Linked DNA regions of Gossypium hirsutum: region 1 is linked to region 2. A link is a contact called in public Hi-C data. All regions are on one chromosome and are shown on one strand. The core of a region is the stretch at or near the end of the contact, and the rest is flanking DNA. Distances in the headings are between cores, read along the strand shown. Region 1 holds the start of LOC107945482 (classical arabinogalactan protein 7). Region 2 holds the start of LOC107945755 (esterase OVCA2).

What was found. A called contact is a pair of places that touch in the nucleus more often than the background predicts.
Region 1: a contact with region 2 is called in a Hi-C map of leaf, with 2.1 times the contacts expected there. The contact joins the promoter of LOC107945482 here to the promoter of LOC107945755 in region 2. A contact is called at or near these places in 2 of 34 Hi-C or Micro-C datasets (both in leaf).

What each region holds. Positions count from the first base shown.
Region 1 is chrD12:24,356,695-24,359,996 of Gossypium_hirsutum_v2.1, forward strand. It overlaps LOC107945482 (classical arabinogalactan protein 7), which reads left to right and starts at 1,610. Exons shown (of 1, transcript XM_016879505.2): 1 at 1,610-2,622. The coding sequence starts at 1,936. The coding sequence ends at 2,346.
Region 2 is chrD12:24,181,114-24,184,614 of Gossypium_hirsutum_v2.1, forward strand. It overlaps LOC107945755 (esterase OVCA2), which reads right to left and starts at 1,323. Exons shown (of 5, transcript XM_016879870.2): 1 at 904-1,323; 2 at 705-803; 3 at 409-595; 4 at 147-248; 5 at 1-55. The coding sequence starts at 1,119.

The DNA of each region.
Region 1 (3,302 bases), core at 360-2,859, 180 kb after region 2:
ATAATTTTTTTAATCTTTCTCTCTCACCAATTATCTCCACCAAAACTGCTGCTTCCTAGCTAATTTCATTCCAATTTTTTATTGTTTCATACTTATATAATAGAATGATTTTCTCTACTAAATTATAAAAATTATTTATTTCCGACTATAAAATCCGACAACTAACAATAGAATTATCTAAATGCATAGAAACTAGGTGCCACGGTGATTTTGACATTTGTACTGAAAACATAGGATTAGACATGGTGAGGTGGATAAAATAGATTAAATTATATCCCATTCAGATTTGAAAATTTTAAAATGATAAATATATTTATAAAAATTAATATAGAAACAAATCAAATTTTAGTTGAGATAATAAAATTAAAATAAAAAATATCATGATATTTTAAATTCAAATTTTATTAAATGATGGAAACACCATCATATTATTAATGTTATTTTAGGTTACTATAATAGTAATGTTTGTTATAAAAGAATAAGTTTCGATATTTTTAATTGAATTAGATTTTAATTGATGGGTGGCATTAACTCAAATAAAAAATAAAATTATATAATAAGTATATTTATAAAAAATTATATAAAAACATATAATGTTGTAATTAAAAGTTAAAGTAAAGATGTTGAAAACATAATGCCTCAACTTCAAATCTTATTATGTGTATATAAAATTTTTATATAAAATATACTAAAAAAGCAATGACATCCTAAATATAATATAATTTATTTTGTAAAATAATTATATTTTATTCATTATCTAACTGTGTTAAAGCTTAATTAACTAGTGATACTTCAAAGTAAATTTTAAAATTTTGATTTTATCCTTTTAACTAAAACTTTATTTAATTTTTATCTATATTACTAATCAGCATATTTATTACGTAATTCGTAATCCAGTAAGTATAGATGAATTCGAGCCCAAGAAAAATGAATCGTTTCAAGAATGTTCAAATTAAAAAGTTTGAAAGCGTATACGGTGTATTAAAAAAGTGTTTTAACTTTTAGAGGTAATATTAAAATATAATAAAGACCCACCCAGGTAGTGCCACGTGTACAAATGAAGTTCTTTGGATCTTGACTTTTTCGCATTCATAAGCAGACCGAAAAAATATTCAAAGGAGGGTATAAAAGTAATAATTCGACCATTATTTTAGGGAAGTTGTTGAAAGTTTAACGCGGAGGACAGACCGTGAAGGAAAGAAACGACCAAAATTGGTTTTCTCAAAGTATTTGTCAAACCCCCCAAACATTGGTAAGAATGTGACATTTTACCGACCTTGAGCAACCAATCCATATACGATAATAGGGTAAAACTTCATATTGTATTTTGTATTGCTATTTAAGTGATATTATTGTAAATCAATTGTTAACTTTGACATGGATTCCACTAATTATTACATACAAACACTGATTGAAAATTAATATAAATATGTTTTAATTTATTAATTAAGATTTTTATTACCCTAATCGTTGCGCTAAAAACAAAAAAAATTGACTCAAATGTGCTACAAAGACAAAATCGATGTCCAAATCATAGCCCTTATGGTTGGTAATAGTTTTTGTACACTGTTGTTAAAGAAACTTCAAAGAAAAGCAGAGGAAACAATGGGAACCCAACAACACATTGCTTAGCTGCTAGCTCATGATGTGCTTCCATGTATGAATGTAAATTCCATATAAATGTGTTGCATTTTGCATAACTTGATATAATCAAATCCAAAAGAATATTTTTACATTAGTGATTTGATTTGATTAATTCCTTCTTTTTCTCTCCTATCTGTCTGTCATCTTTCCACTTTCTGCTTCCCTTTTTTATATATATAGTCCCTTCCTCTCTTTTAGTTCCCTCACTCCCAAAATCTCTCAATCTCGACAATTTCTTTCTCATTTCAAAGCTGTTGAGTTTCTTTTTCTTTTTTTTTTTCTTTTGGGAAGATGAGTTCTACAATGTTCAAGGTTTTAATGATCTTGGGTCTTTTGGCCACCTCTTGCATGGCTCAAGCTCCAACTTCTCCCCCAACAGCTTCACCTTCAGCTCCTCCAACCTCCTCACCACCGCCGGCGGCGACTCCAACACCTTCCCCAACACCGTCACAAACGCCATCCCCAGCTCCTTCAACTGTTCCTACCCCATCACCCACCACTTCCCCATCGCCTTCACCAACAACTTCTTCACCTTCTCCTTCAATCTCCTCCTCTCCTGCTCTCACCCCAGAAGGCGCATCTACTCCAGCCTCCGAGCCGACAGCTGACCAAGGTCCTCCTCCCTCCGCTGCCTCCACCAACGGTGTCTTCTTTGGTGCAACCGCTCTCGCTGCTACTTTCTTCGCCGCCCTCCTGGCTTAAGAAAGCGAGTTCTTGCTTTCCTGGGCTATTCACGGGCTTTTGGATCACGATTCTCGATGATCTTGTTCATTTGACTTAGGGATTTTTTTTCACTTGTTTTTGTTTTAATTTATTTGTTATGCATTGTCGTTTATTATAATTCTATTAATTTGGGTCTGAATGGGTTCATTATTTCAATGGTTGATACGTAGTATCATTTCTGAGATCGACGGTTGTAGAGATTGGGCTGGTGTACATCTATAACAGTGGAATAAAACAGTTTGTTATTCTTTTTTACATTTTTTTGTTCATTATTTTATCTGTACTTTTTTACAATATAATATAAATTCTAAAAATGTGTAATTTTCAACAATTAGTCTAAACGAGACAATGAAATGTGAAACAAAATAGAAAAAAATGAGTTTTCTTTTTAATTAAACAAAGCTAAAAATAATGGAGAGATATCAAGCCATAGAAGGCCGAGAGAAACGGCAACAACCAACCTAATGAAAAAGGCCACAAATGGTGCACCGGTAAAAAGTCAATAGACAATCAACCAAAAACGACTATAGACGATCTAAGAAAAGAGGCTAAAGATGACTAGGGACAACTTTAAAGTTTTAACCCCCAAAATGAAGTTTGGTTTTTTCTCATAAATTGGTGTGAGGTTTTGGTAAATTATACCTAAATTATTAATTTAGTTAGGTAAAAAGAAAGGGGACGAATCCATTTACATCAGCACAAAATTAAAATTATTTTATATCTTTTAATATATTTTTTGTAATATTTTAACATTTTAAACATTATACATCAAACATTTCAAATCTGATCTAAATTAAAATTTTTTAACTATTTGTTTTATATAAAAAATTAATCATTTAATAGAGATATTGGATTGGTTTGAAAATTTATGTGCATGATAAGTACAATTATATTGATAAATTTAACAGTTAGATCATTAAAATATTAATCATATA
Region 2 (3,501 bases), core at 73-2,572:
ATTGTCTTCTGAATCCTCTCAATGAACCCAAGCATCACCTCAGTACTTTTCTCATCTGGGAATAATTGGAAAATTGAAAAAGAACAAAAGGTTAGAACTATTAACAGCAATTCTGGAAAAAAAATATTAATTTTCTTTGCAAGCACCAAGTTCTGGAATTGTATGGCCTTTGGGATGATTAATCACAAAAGGATCCACAAAATATTCCAGCAGAGAAATTGATTCTTGTTTCATGAAGTCCGTTTCTCCTGCAAATTAAAGTTGAATCCATGTTTTAGTCCAGTCTTTTTGCATTGCCTGAAGATTGCTTCTACCGAAATATGAACGAAATTTAATCCAGAACATTGGTTTATATTTGCTGTGTTTCAGCTATAATTAAATAGACTGCTATTTAAAGCTTTAAAATACCTATGATATGGAGAGAAGGGCATTCAAGAGGTGAAGAATATGCATTGGAAGTGAGCTTATGATGTACGAACTTTGGCCCTCCAAACTTGGCTCCTGATATTATTATCAGAAACTTGATTCTTGGAACCCTGGTAAGGGCTAATCCATCTCTCTGCATTCCAGGCAATGCAGCAGATAAAAGTGCTCCCTGAGATTCATCAGGTAAAAGGGAGATTAAAAAACCTATTCAGATCAATTTTGAGCACAAGAATTGAACATTTTAAGATGTTTCGTAAGATGATTCAAACAAACCCCACCTGGGAGAAGCCCAGAAAACCATCAAATGGACCACTCTTCATCATATTATCTTCAATAAACGCAAGGCATTCTTCAAAATTTGTGTACTCAGTGAAATCCTTGTTACAAGTAGAATAAAGAAAAGATTCAGTTACAGGCTTTGATGGAGTAAAAAGAAATGAACTTGAACTGTAAATATTTTGGAAAAATCTAGTATACCTCTGTAGCTTGGAACCATTCATAGTAAGGAGGATCAAAAAAGCGTTCAACACCGGACTTCCCTTGGGCAGGATATGGGGCATCAAGGAAAATGAGGTCCAGCTTATCAAGCACAGCTGCAGGCCATCGAAGGACCTGTCTCTTGAAAATTTCAGCGCTTGTTCTGAATCCATGGAGGCACAGAATTCTGGGTTTTCTCGGGATTTGGCTTTCCATTTTCCTGAAATTTCCTGTTGGAGAAAGCTGAGGGGGTAGCCTTGGAATGGTTCGTGGAGCTCAAAATGCTCTGATTATTCAAGCCGAGGTGGGCCTGGAAGCTTGGGCAATTAATAATTGATGGTCGAACATTACTGTACTGCTAAGAAAGGAAACTTTTGTCACGAGGGCTTTAAGGTACTCATATTTCTTGCGCCCTAATTGTTACTAAGCTATCCATTTTTTTTTTCTCTTAGAAAAGTGATTGGATTTATTATGCATGTGAATCACACTTTAAATTTTAAAAATAATAAAATTGAAACATGAGGGCAATTTACTCAAAAAGCCTTTTTTTTAATTATCGAAATGGGCCCGGTATTTAATTATTTATCAGAATGGGCCATTTTCCGGCAAATCGCGTCCACGTCAGCGCGATGTCCGGGGACGCACCAACAAGTCGCGGCCACGTCAGCAAGCTTTGCTGACGTGGCCGCGACTTGCTCCGCGCGTGAACAGTGCAACGGTCAAAAATTTGACCATTGCCCCCCCAACGGTCCAAAAAAAAAACTATAAATACCCCCCACCCCCTTTTTTTTCACAAACTAATCCTCTCTCAAATTTCATCTCAATTTCCTCTCAAATTCCTTCCAAATTTCTCTCAAATCTATATTTAATCTCAATTTGCTCTCAAGTTCCTCTTAAATTTCTCCTAACTCCCTTTTTTTAAATAGTTTAAATTTTTTTTTAAATTTTTTAAACTGTAAAAATTTGTACGATTTCAGCAATGGCCGGAGAATTGACTCGTCTTGATAAGCATCACATATCGGTGGAACAAATGAAAATGGTAAGTGTTAAATTTAGTTTTTAAATATTATTTAAGACTTTTTTGTTTATGCATTTTTAGATAATTATTAATTTATTATTTGTTATAAAATCCTGTAGATCGGGTATTAGAATGCAATATCCACAATATGCATGGTTTTCCATCACCGTTGGTAGAGAACTACCTGCAGGAAGCGGGTTTTTGGCACGTGGCGACGGTAGGCCGGGGATGCAAGGTGGACTCGAAAATAATCAGTGCGTTGATCGAGAGGTGGAGACCCGAGACGCACAATTCCATCTTCCATGTGGAGAGTGCACTATCACTCTAGAAGATGTCAGTCTGCAATTGGGATTACCGGTGGACGGGTATCCAGTCACCTGGTCTGCCTAATCTAGCGATTGGGGGGCGGTGTGCCACGAGCTTTTGGGCACTATTCCGGAGAAAATAGAGGGAGGTAAGATCGAGATGGGCTAGTTACGTGACACATTCTCTGATCGGATGAAGATTCAACCAAAATTGAAAGAATCCGATATGCTCGGGCATACATTCTTCAATTAATTGGAGGTTATTTGATGCCTGACACGTTACGGAGCCGCGTACATCTAAGATGGCTGCTGAAACTCGTTGATTTTAGAGCAGCCGGTGAATTGAGTTGGGAGTCTGCCGTCTTGGCAACGTTATATCGGGAGATGTGCGGGGCGACGCGACCGAGGAGAGCAAAAATCGGAGGTTGCCTGTCACTACTGCAGCCATGGGCACGGTTTTGCTTTCCATTTCTACGTCCTTGAGTGGACCACCCATATACATTCCCACTCATAACAAGGTAAATTTTATATTAGATTTTACAATTATTATGTAGATTTTTAAAAATAAAAGTATGCTAAAAATTTATTTAATTAGGTGGAACCATCCAGCAAGTCATGCTCGATTACCTACCTCTCTTGAAGTTATACGGCTTCTATTAGACCAACGGTGGGAAGCACAAGTAAGTATTAAATAAAATAGATATTTCCATACATTCGCTAGTCGATTGGTATTTAGTATTTAGTATTTAGTATTTAGTATTATGTATATAACTAATATTTCTATCATGTTCATATAGTTTCAATGGACACCATACGAGGATCTGGCAATTTGGACAGTAATTCTTGAAGAGTTCTTACAAAATTCGAACACTTGGCACTTGAAAGTCGCATTGATCAACTACGCGACCGTTGAGATACACCAGTCAGACAGGGTGTTACGGCAATTTGGATGTAGACAACCGATTCCCGTGGAACCTGAGGTGTTTGACGATCACCACAAAATCGACCTTCGGCAAGGGAATACGTATTGGATGAGATTCTGGTCCGAGTACATCAAAATGTGGGAAGATCGGTATGCTTATACCTAATAGGGAACCAATCATCGTTCTGGAGTTATCGTGCGTGCCGGAGTACAGGCCATGGTTTAGGATCCATGGCAAGCTGTATTTACTATCGCCAGAGGAGAGGCAGTGGCAATTACGTATCCAAAGGGAATGACGTGGCCTTTAAATCCAAGAAGAAGGGACGACGACGCAGGGCCATAAAATATGCCCA